Regions from separate parts of the Gossypium hirsutum genome. Here region 1 is linked to region 2. Evidence: chromatin contacts called from public Hi-C data. All regions are on one chromosome and are shown on one strand. The core of a region is the stretch at or near the end of the contact, and the rest is flanking DNA. Distances in the headings are between cores, read along the strand shown. Region 1 holds the start of LOC107932559 (heptahelical transmembrane protein 4). Region 2 holds the start of LOC107932601 (growth-regulating factor 1).

The links. Hi-C and Micro-C count contacts between places; a contact is called where the count stands out from the background.
Region 1: a contact with region 2 is called in a Hi-C map of leaf, with 2.8 times the contacts expected there. The contact joins the promoter of LOC107932559 here to the promoter of LOC107932601 in region 2. A contact is called at or near these places in 5 of 34 Hi-C or Micro-C datasets (callus, hypocotyl and leaf).

What each region holds. Positions count from the first base shown.
Region 1 is chrD03:3,056,457-3,062,254 of Gossypium_hirsutum_v2.1, reverse strand. It overlaps LOC107932559 (heptahelical transmembrane protein 4), which reads right to left and starts at 2,801. Exons shown (of 4, transcript XM_016864602.2): 1 at 2,622-2,801; 2 at 1,084-1,327. The coding sequence starts at 1,304. LOC107932541 (a long non-coding RNA gene) reads right to left here and starts at 4,801. Exons shown (of 2, transcript XR_001693427.2): 1 at 4,510-4,801; 2 at 3,811-4,196.
Region 2 is chrD03:3,275,586-3,281,175 of Gossypium_hirsutum_v2.1, reverse strand. LOC107932601 (growth-regulating factor 1) reads left to right here and starts at 1,869. Exons shown (of 4, transcript XM_016864659.2): 1 at 1,869-2,557; 2 at 2,856-3,059; 3 at 3,247-3,580; 4 at 3,878-4,753. The coding sequence starts at 2,176. The coding sequence ends at 4,643.

The sequences.
Region 1 (5,798 bases), core at 1,552-4,051, 220 kb after region 2:
CATAGTACAAATAAGCCACAATGGGTGTAGTCATGCGCAAATAATGGTCTTGGTCCCTTGGTTAAAAAATGAAATTCAACTTTAGTACTACTCATATTTTAATAATTCAATTTTCTCCTTTCGTTAAATAAAATAAAATTTCATTTTGAGTCCCTTTTAAAGTTAACGTATTTAATTTAAATTATTTTAATAAAAATTTTGCATAATAACATATTTAGTTCTTGAACCCTAATGTTTTTAATCATTTTGAATCTCAACCATCAAATTTAGTCTTTTTTTTTGGATGAAAAAATTAATTGGATTATTAAAATTTTAACAACAATGATGTGGCAATTAATATAACAATCCACATGTATGCCATAGAAGATTCAAATATTTTCAAAAAAAATCATAAAAAAAGTTTTAATATTAACAATGAAATATACATTGATTACCATATTACTATTATTAAAATTTAACAACTTAATCAAACTTTCTGTCCAAAAAGCAATAGTTTGACTAAAATTTGAAACTTGAGAGTCAGACTAATCCAAATAACCAATATTAAGACTAAAGTGACAAAAAATGTTCAATATTTTTTTTTAAACTTTAATCACAAAATTCCCAGCTTTGGCCATGCTTCATTGTAGGGAAAAGTATTATAGAGGCCTTTGTACTAGGAATTAGATTGCATTTTGTCCCTTCTGTGCTAAAAATGAGTAAATTAGTCTTTATATGTTAAATCAAATAGCAAAGTAGTTCTTTAGTTAAAAATTTCATCTACTTCTACTATTAAAAACTAGTCCATGCACATTAGCATGAGGTACATGTCGAAATGAGTTACATGTGGCACACCACATGTAACTGTTTTGTTATCCGTCAGCCATACCAGTTTTTAACAGTAAAAACGGATGAAAACTTTAATTGAAAGGACCAATTTATTCTTGGATTTAACATACAATGACCAATTTTCCCATTTATTGAGTAAATGGAGCAAAATCCATTCTAACTACTAATACAGGGGGCTCCATGATGCTTTGGCCTCCATGATATTTTTATCTTTTAACTGTCCAAAAAAACTAAAAGGGGTAAATGAAAACTTACGTCCAAACATTGAGAGTCTCATTGTGGATGGAGAAGATGCTAAGCAAAAGCAGTTTCATTGGCCATTCAGATCTATAATGCCCAACAATATACTCATTGTCCCTCAAATAACCAGGTAATGAATGGTATTCAACCAGTTGATACTTCACCTTCTTCCACAATCTCTTCCCTTTTCCTCCCTTTGAATTCTCCATTGTTTTTTCACCTGTCTTCACTAACATTTTCACGCATTGCACATCACTCTCTGCTTAAAAAAAAAAAAGTTTTAACAACAATAAAAACAAAAGATATAATATCAAATTGAGTCCTCAACATTTACATTTTTTTCAATTTGGCCATTATTCTTTTTAAGTTAAATTTAACCATTAACCTTTCAAAAATAATCAAATCGTTTTTAATAGAAATGCTTACTTAAATATTAATTTTTTAGTGATGGTGTGGCAACAAAGGCAAAGCCAGGAATTTAGTGTTAGAGGGCAAAAGTAGGGGCGAAACTATGGGAGCTGGCTAGGCCCCCAACCCCCTTAAAATGGAAAAAAATTTATTTAGACCTTTTAAAATTTTTAAACATTTAAATTAGTAAATGTTAAATTGCACTTTGCCCTCTCCTAAAAATATAAGAATTTGATTTAATCATTTAAAAATTATAAAGATATAACCTATTTAAATGTTGAAATTACATTTTTACTATCGTAAAAATTACAATTTAATTTCGGCCCCCTCTAAAGAATTTCTAATTTCTCCATTGAGCCAAAGGTAAAAAAAAATTTGTTTAAAAAAAGCTAATATAAATGCTTTATAAATATAAATGACTAAAATTAATAATATATCACTTAGTTAAAGGGGCAAGGCTACTGCTTGCCCCTTCTAGTTACACCCTTACCTATAGTCGAACTTCATTTTAATATTATACTATTTATCTTATATGTAATACTAATAAATAAGTTAAAATTTTAAAAGAAATTTTAAAAAAATCAAAAAATGTATTAAAAGTTCAAGAAATATTAGTATTAAACAAGTAAATTATCATGTAGGCTGTTATGTTTAAAAATTTAACGGTTTAATACATATTTCCTTGAACAAAACAATTCAACTCTTTTTTTAAAAGGATGATGACTAAATTAGACTTTTTTTTTTTAAGTTGAGTGTGAAATTTAACTAAAAAAATGAATAAAGCCAATTTGACAAAAAAATATAAATATTAAAAGCTAAATTTATAATTATACCAAAACAGAACAAAAAAAAAGACCCAATATGAAATGTAGAGAGAAAGTGGCACCTGGAAAAGAAAAATAATAATAATGAAGGAAATTGAAGAATCACCAGCAGAGAATGGAGACCCAGATGGGGATCCTTCTTTTTTATATTACAAAACTCTCAGGCGAAGGACTCTATTAACACAGTAGAATATATATATATACACACATTCATATACACCCCAAAGTTAGTTTTTGGATGATACTAATAATTAAATATTTATATGCAACAAAAAAAGAAAGAAAGAAAAAAAGACAAAGAAAGTAGGAGAAAAACCTAACCGATAATGTCTGAAACAGGGAGCAAAAGTCAGGTTCCAAGAAAGAAAATGTTAAAGAAATTGTGTTAATGAAAAATTAAAGAATGAGACTTCATTTAGTGAGATTTAAAAAGAAATCTGGTTCATTGTGGCGATGCGAAAATAGCGAAGGTTTGTTTTGTTGGGGGGAGTGGTGGAGGTGTTAGAATAGAGAATGAAGGATTAAAATGTCAAAATAATTGGTGGGATTGTTAAAAAAAATTGGGAATTTTAAAGTTTTTGTGGTGGACCACCTTTTACTATTTTGGGGATCTTAATAATATCCCAATAGCTTTGGAAGAATGCTTTTGTGGATTGGATTTCTAAATTATGATCTAGTACATTTTGGTCGATTGAGTCTTAACTCGATTGGTATGAGTATTGTTGTCAATATGGGAGTGAGTTTAAGTGCATTAAAGTGCATTATCCTCTAAATTTATGAGTTGTGGAGGGGTTATGGGTTGTTTTAGGTATTGTGTCAAAAAGAGCAAATAAGATATGATCAGAATCTATAATTAGATTGTACATTTTGAATTATTTTACAACCTAGGGTATTAAATGCTAGGTAGTTTAAGGTTGTTCACAAATCTCAAATTTTATGATTTTATTTATGTTTGTTGATAGTTTTAAATAGGAGTTGTTCGATGATTAAACTTAAGATTGATGTTAATTCAAGAGTTAAATATAAGTATTTTGTCACTTCATTTGTGATCCAGTTGATATTATTTATAATCGAAGATTTGAAAAGGAACCAGTTTACTAGTTATTTCAATTTGTTGTCCTAACCAATGTTACAATACAACTTAGAACAAGAGAGTGTAGCTAACAAATTCAAAAAGAGACTAAGGCTAAGAGATAAATCAATGCACAATATTTGTTAACAAAATTCAAAGAACAATCTTACTCTACCGAGTCTTGTTAACAAAATTCAAATATTGATTCAGATTATCTATTGGCTAAAGCCCAATCCACCCTTATAATATTGGATAATCGCAACCCAATAATGAACCCTAAATATTACAAACACTCATCCAATATTCTTTGCTTACAATCAAAATTTACTATTGTCTAAACAAAGTTACAATATTAAGCTTGGTTATAGCAAGTGAATAGATTTGTCTAACGAAGTTCAAAAATTGGCTTGATATTTCGAAAATCTAAAATTAAAAATATTAATCTTAAAAACTAAATTTAAATAAAAAAATTTGACAAAGGGAAACAAACATGTTAAACTATCCTTCCTGTACAACCCAATTTTGCCCACCCAAACCTACCCAGCCCCAACAAACTAAACCCAATTAACCCATTTACAAATACAACCCAACAAATTCATCAAACCCCATACCAGCAGACCCAAAATTAAACACCCCCAGAGCCCAATACACTAAAACCCAATCAGCCCAATTTCCCCCTAAAAAAATCAAGCTAGGGTTTCAGAAAATAAACCCTAGCGCCGCACCTAGACGCCGCCTCTAGCCTTCTGACCCTTGACCTTCTGACGCCGCCACGGTCACGTCGTCGCCGCCAACGTCCATCACCACCCCACTTGCGCCTCCACCTGCAAAAACAAAAAGAGAAACAAGCAAGAAACAGTGGCAACAACAACAAGCAGTAGATTCGGCTATAAAAGCCAAAGAAAGTGTATTTTGAAAGGGGGCTTTTTTTTTTCTTTTCTTTTTCTCTTTTCATCTATTTTGTAATACTTACCCGGAAATATAAACAAAAAAATCGAAAAGGAGATTTTTTTTATCTTTGTTTTCGCATCTTCTGTTTTCCATATTTGTTTATTTTTAATTTTTCACATACATATATACATATATATATATATTAAAAAAGGCAGTTTATTTGTAAAAAAAAAAGAAAAATATTACCTTTTGAAGGTGGCCGGCGCAGCGCCGGCACGGCAAGGCGATGATCGGTGCGACTGGGAGTTGAGAACTCCAAAAGGCCGGAGCCTTAGAGAGAAAAGAGTGAGTTTTTTGAAAAAATTTTAGAAAAAATGGGGGCTGAGTGTTTTTTTTTAGAAAAATGGGGTTTAAATACCCAGATTGAAACGACGTCGTTTTAGGCCCTCTGACCCGCGCGGTGACTCGACCCGGAGAAGGATCCGCGTGTTTTCTTAGAATGGGTTATTTCCGCTCGCAGTCCCTCTGACTTTGAAGCGTGTCGCAATTTGGCCCCTTTTCGCTATTTTCTTTTATTTTTAATTTGGCCACAAAGTTTCATGTTTGTTTCAAGTTAGTCCACTGCTGCGCTGTGTTTTGGGGGCTTCGGTTTATTTTCTGTTTTGGTCCCTCTCTGTTTGGCGCGAGTTTCAATTTAATCCTTTTTTGCTTTTTTATTTCGATTTCGCCCAATACTTTCGTTTTTATTTTGATTTAGTCCATGTTTTAGCAATTTCATTATTTAGCTTATTATTATTATTATTATTATTATTATTATTTTCCCTTTTTTACCTTTTATTTATTTGTTACTATTATATTAACATATTAATTAGCTTTATATTTATTTCTTCATTTTTATTCTATATATATATATATACATTAAGTATGTCCATATCTTATAATAATTTATTTTTATATATATACAAACGTACATATATTTTTATAGCTTATTTAACATCTACATAAATACTCATATTTTTGCACATCTATATATATCTATATACATTTTTTAAAATACATGTACATAAATATGCTTTCATACGCCTTTATTATATACTTACATATATAAATATATATACTTACATATAAAAATATGCTTTCATACGCCTTTATTATATATACATATATATATACTTTCAAAAAATATACATTTTGTTTATATTCTTCATATTTCATAATTTTTATATACCTACGTATATGTACATATTTTTTATATATATACATATTTATATATTCTTTATATTTTAAAATATATTATATATTTTATAATTCACATATACATATATATTTTAATTTATATCTATGTACATATATATATGTATATATCTCTTTACATTTTTAATTGTATTCATTATTTATTTATTTTATTTTCATGAATGTTTTAATTTTATTCGTTTATATACGTTGTTATTTTGTATGTTGTAGATTTGACCTTTTATTTATTTTGTATTGTGCTATTTCTCGTATCATTTTTATACTTTCGTATTCATTATGGT
Region 2 (5,590 bases), core at 620-3,119:
AAATCTATTTTGCTGGCTGTGTTTAAGCTGGAGGTTTTACCTCCAGTTGGAAATGAGGCTGCCAGTGAGATTGAATTCTTCAGTTGCACCTCACCGTTGTTTCTCCAAACGTCATCACAGTGCAGGGAAAAAGAATATTCCCTCAAAATCCCATCTCACCATGGCTGCATTGGCATCCAAAGGAAGCCTCAGTTGAAAAGAGAATAAATTTATACTCATACTTAATATTTATATTGAATAAAATAATTAATATTTTATTATTATTTGTTTTGGTAAGAGGTAGTTGGCTAGTGGAGTTAGGGATTGTCCCACTAACCAACGTTAACCCTAGATTTAAGCATACAAATTTCGTCTCCCCGTTTGATTTAGGTGTTTGGATTTGTATATTTTAAAGATGGTGGTAACAATAAGATTAATTATTATAACTGTGAGTTAAATAATTTTACTGCATTATAGAAAAAGCTCATCTAAATAAGTCCATAGTTGATATTTCTTTATTATTACATTGAGTAGGTTAAATTTTATTGGTAGTTTTTTATCATACAAAAGTTGTCAAGTTAATCATTCTACTCTAATTTAATCTTTTTCTTTTTCTTTTTTACTTTTTGAATTTTGAAAATTTAGTACTAATCTAAACGGTAGTTACTAAATTCCTTAAAATAAATTATAGATTTAAGAATATATATATAACAAAAGTAAAAAGCCTAATTTAATTATTTTTTTTAAAAAAATTCACATGTATCATTAAAATTACAAATAACTAAATCATAATAATTAAAAAAAACAGATGCATAATGGATTTAAGTCGTAATTAAAAAAATTAATTTCACAATATGTCCTCAAATTAAGATTTAAAATTTAAATTGGTTCTTAAATTTAAAATCTTTTAATTGAATTTTAAAGTATCAATCAAGTCTTTCAATAAGCTTAGTCATTAGGGACGGATCCAAAATTCTACTCTAAAGAGGGTGAAATTTCTAAATCTGAACCACCTTTTTTTAACATAAAAAAGTGTCAATTTTTTTCAGATATTTTTTTTCTTATCAAACAAATCAATTTAATATTTTTTAAAAAGTATGAAAGATTTAACTATAAAAAATTAAAAGAAAAAAATCACGCAGTATAAAATTAAATATTTCTTTCCAATATGCAAAAAAGAATAACTAATACTATGCTAAAAATTTCATAAATATCATTATAATTCCAAAAATTAAATTAAAAAGAACTTGGCCTTAGTCCTATTTCTCAATACTAAGCATCCTAAATTGTACATTCCATTTTTCATAAGATCGAACTCATCAATGTTAGAATCTGTTGAAAAATCTCTAGCTATCTCTTTTTCGATGTATGCCAATAAGTAAGTTAAAAGAAAATCATTCTTCATTCTATATATGTATGGGTATGGGCTAAATTAATTAATTTTAAAATTTGACTTTAAAATCATATTGGGCCTCTAAGTTTCAAATTATGTTTTTATTATTATCTTTTTCTTTTCAAGTAATATTTGATTTAATTATCATGTGTTTTAGTCTAAACTGGATTGAAATGTGTGAAAAGCTTTTATTTATATACTTTTATTAAGGTTAATCTTGAAAGGTTTAACCATTATGCAATGAACTAAACTCAACAAAAATATGGGTTATAGTGTTAAATCATATTACACTCTTATATTATTGAGAAGAAAAACCAAATATCTCAAAAAAAAACTAATATAAAAAATAAACTCGAAAAGAAGGAAGAGCTCTTAGAACAAGGAGAATTTTGTAACTTTGACCTTTCCTTGAAAGCAACGGATGCTTTTTTTTTTTTCACTTTAAAAGAAAAACCATGGATAAATATGTGCTAACATGTCTGGGATATATTGGCGTAGTGTGGTACTATATTATACCCTTGTTTGCTCCCTTTTTTTTATATAGTTTTTGCTCATAGTCTCTAAAATTGTGATACTTCCATTACAAAGATGAACCCCCCCCCCCCAAAAAAAATCTGATCTGAAACAGTGAAAGAAAAAACCCAAAACATAACACCTTTGTCCTTTTAAAGATGCTCCTCTCTTTCTCTGTCTTCAAACACTTGTTTTTATCCAAAGCTTCAACTTTCAACCCTTCCATGTCATCATCATCATCAACAACAACTCATGCTTTTTAGAGCCCTGTTTTTGTTTATTGGTTCTATATGGATTTTGGGGTTCTGGGTTTGGATGGTATTGTGGGTCCTAATAATGGAGCTCCATCTCCATCTCCATCTCCATCTCCATCTCCATCTCCACCAGTTGAGTCCAAGCCTAAGCTTTTCGGATCCGGGTTTACCAAGCAAGAAAGATCCTCTGATTCAGCTGAAGAAGAAGATCACTGGAAAAGTTGTAAGGTACCGAAGACAATGCCATTGCACCAAGGCATTCCTTTGTTGAGATCTAATGAAACTCCCCAACAACAACAAGATCATATGATTAGCTTCTCTTCACTCAAATCTGAACTTCCTTTTATCAGAAAAGATGGTAACTTTATGGAGAAAACTACACAAAGCAACGACTTCTCTATGTATACTAGAAATGCAGGTAATGTGTTTGAAAGTTTATGTTTTTTATTTTTTAGGTAAAAGAAAAAAAATTGGTACTTGGTGATATGATTTTGTTCATTAAAATGGGGTTTGTTTAAAGGGTTTAAGCATATTTGTTTCAATGTGATTGTGAAGGTCTTTTCATAGGCACTTACTTTATTCTTAATCCCAACATTTCTTGCTATTGGGTTCATTGACATTATTAAAATAGTTGGCAAAATAAGGACAATGGACATATGTAGCAAACAGTAAATGTTGCAGACAAGTGATTATAACCCTTAAATGTTTTGTTTCAGGATATGGTAGTGGAAACCTTAATGCAACCATGCATGGGGTTTTAACTCCATCTCAATGGATTGAGCTACAACACCAGGCATTGATCTACAAATACATCATGTCTAATGTGCCTGTACCTTCTAATTTGCTCACTCCTTTGAAGAAATCCCTTTACCCCTATGGCTTCACCAGTTCATCTGTTGGATCCTTGCCTTATAATTCATGTAAAGTTCTTATCTTGTTTGGTGCATAAACGAACAGTTTTGTGCAGAGTGATCTGTTTATGTTTTGTAGAAAGTTTTATCCAAAGCTATAGGTATCACAAATGAAAAAAAAAGGTGATTTTTAGCTATAAAGTAATTTTTTGCTTGCTTTGTCTTCATCATTGATCATTGTGTGGCTTTTATGTAGTGGGATGGGGTTCTTTCCATCTGCGGTATACTGGCAGCACCGATCCTGAGCCAGGGAGGTGTCGTCGAACGGATGGAAAGAAATGGCGTTGCTCCCGGGATGCCGTTGCTGATCAAAAGTATTGTGAAAGGCATATAAACAGGGGCCGCCATCGTTCAAGAAAGCCTGTGGAAGGCCAGACCGGCCACACTGCCACTAATTCAAAGGTGGAGTCGATGTCTTCCTCTATGTTGGCATCGGCAAAAACCAGTGGTGGTGCAGCCAATAGTCTCGCAATTGCACTGCAGCACCGGTCTGGTGCTGCTGATCCTTCTTCAGACACCCTTGTGAACAGGTAAAAAACTTGCTTTATGCTTTTGAGGTTGCTTTACTTGCTTACATTGATATTAATAATGATTATGCTTTAACTGTTTGTATACATATATTTTTCTGTTCCTTTCTCTTTACTTTAAAGTAGGACCCTATTGTGCCATCTTTACTTTTGGTGACATTGGCCACACTTGTAGTTGGGACTTAGGATTCTCCTTGCTAGGTACCTTGGTCACTCGGTTGTATAGGCTTGGATTTAACTCTTTTTTTTTTGTTGGGATCTTTCATTTTGTTCATTGCGGTTATGATTTATTCGTGGCAGAATACAAGATCAACGGGGGTTTTCGGTGTTGTCTTCCACCACCAACCTGAAATCTGATGACTCCACCACATTCACCATTACAAAACAAGGTGTTCCGTTTGTAGAATCATCTCTATCGGATTTTGGACATGTTGCTTCCGATTCTCTTGTCAATCCGTCGCATAAAAGCTATTACATGAACTCTAAGGAGTATGGTCATGGTCTGTTCCTAGACTTCACTGGTCAAGAAACACAAGATCAAACACCGCCTCACCAATTCATTGATAACTGGCCCAAGGATCAGTCTAGTCGTTCTATTGTTACTTGGCCAAATGAGTTAAAACCTGACTGGACTCAACTCTCGATGTCTATTCCTATGGTAACATCAGAGTTCTCATCAACCTTGTCCTCACCAGTGAAAGAGAAACTCGACCTTTCATCTCTTAGGTTAGTTCAGGAGTTCGATCAGATCCAAATGGGTTTAGGAGTGAACAATGACATCACTGAACAAACCAAAAGGCAACCTAACTGGATACCAATATCTTGGGGAGGTTCAATGGGAGGTCCATTAGGAGAGATCTTAAACAACACGACGAACAACGCAGGTAGCTGCCAGAACTCATCGACACTTACCTTCTTATCGGAAGGGTTGGATGGCAACCGCATACAATTGCAGAACACGCCTTTCAGTTCACTTTCGAATAGCAGCTCAGGGAGCAGTCCAATAGCTGAGAACAACAAGAAACTCCTTGGTGCTGCCTCGGTTCCTTCCATAATCAGAAGCTAATAAAACTGAGCTTGGATCAAGTTCATTAGAAGAAAGCTTGTAAGAACTTGCAGTTTGTTAATCTTTTAGTAGGAACATAGCTTTGTGGGTGTATGAAGTGATTTATGATATGATTTAAGGCCTTCGCATACATTTGAACTTTTATCCATTGAAGAACCTCCATGATTAACAGGGAAAAGTGGGGTCAAGCACTGATCAAATGATAGTGCTGAAACTTACATCATATTCATTCATACATACATACACACACACACATATATGTATAATATGCAAAATACATATTGATGATTGACTGTGATGGGGCATTATGTGGCAGACCCCTTTGACATTGTTTTCCAATTGGTAGATTGGGAACATTATTGAGATGACAAAAAGAGGATAGAGTTTCATGGACTCCTAGCAGGAGGCACATTTGTGGACTGTTCCCCACTCAGCTAACTGACCCCATTGGCTCAGGATGGTCCAGCCACTTACCCTACCCTGTGGCTTGACCTTGAATCATGATACTAATTGAAAACATGGGGACCCAATCTCTGAAACTAATATTTTGATGTTTGGTCCAGTTAGTTCTTGGGGGTTGGAATATGGACCCTTAAAATATCTGTAAGAATTTTAACAAGGATTTTGTGTCTTGAAAGAATCTAACATTAGCTGAGTAAATTCATTGGTTAACAACACAAATTTTTAGAATGTATCACTAAAAAGAAATGCTTTTTTTTTGTCAGCAAACATCAAAGAGTCTGCAAAAAACAAATATCCTTTTGTCGGCAGCTGTTAAAACAGCCTTGTAACATAAACAGAAGTGAAATTCCCTGCAAGATTTTGTGATCAATAGTTTTTTTCTTTTTTTGGATAAAAATAGGGTTTGAATGCTGTTAAAAACAGGACTCTCTGCCTTGCATGGTACAGAATTGAGTATATCATGTGATGTGCATATATGCAACATA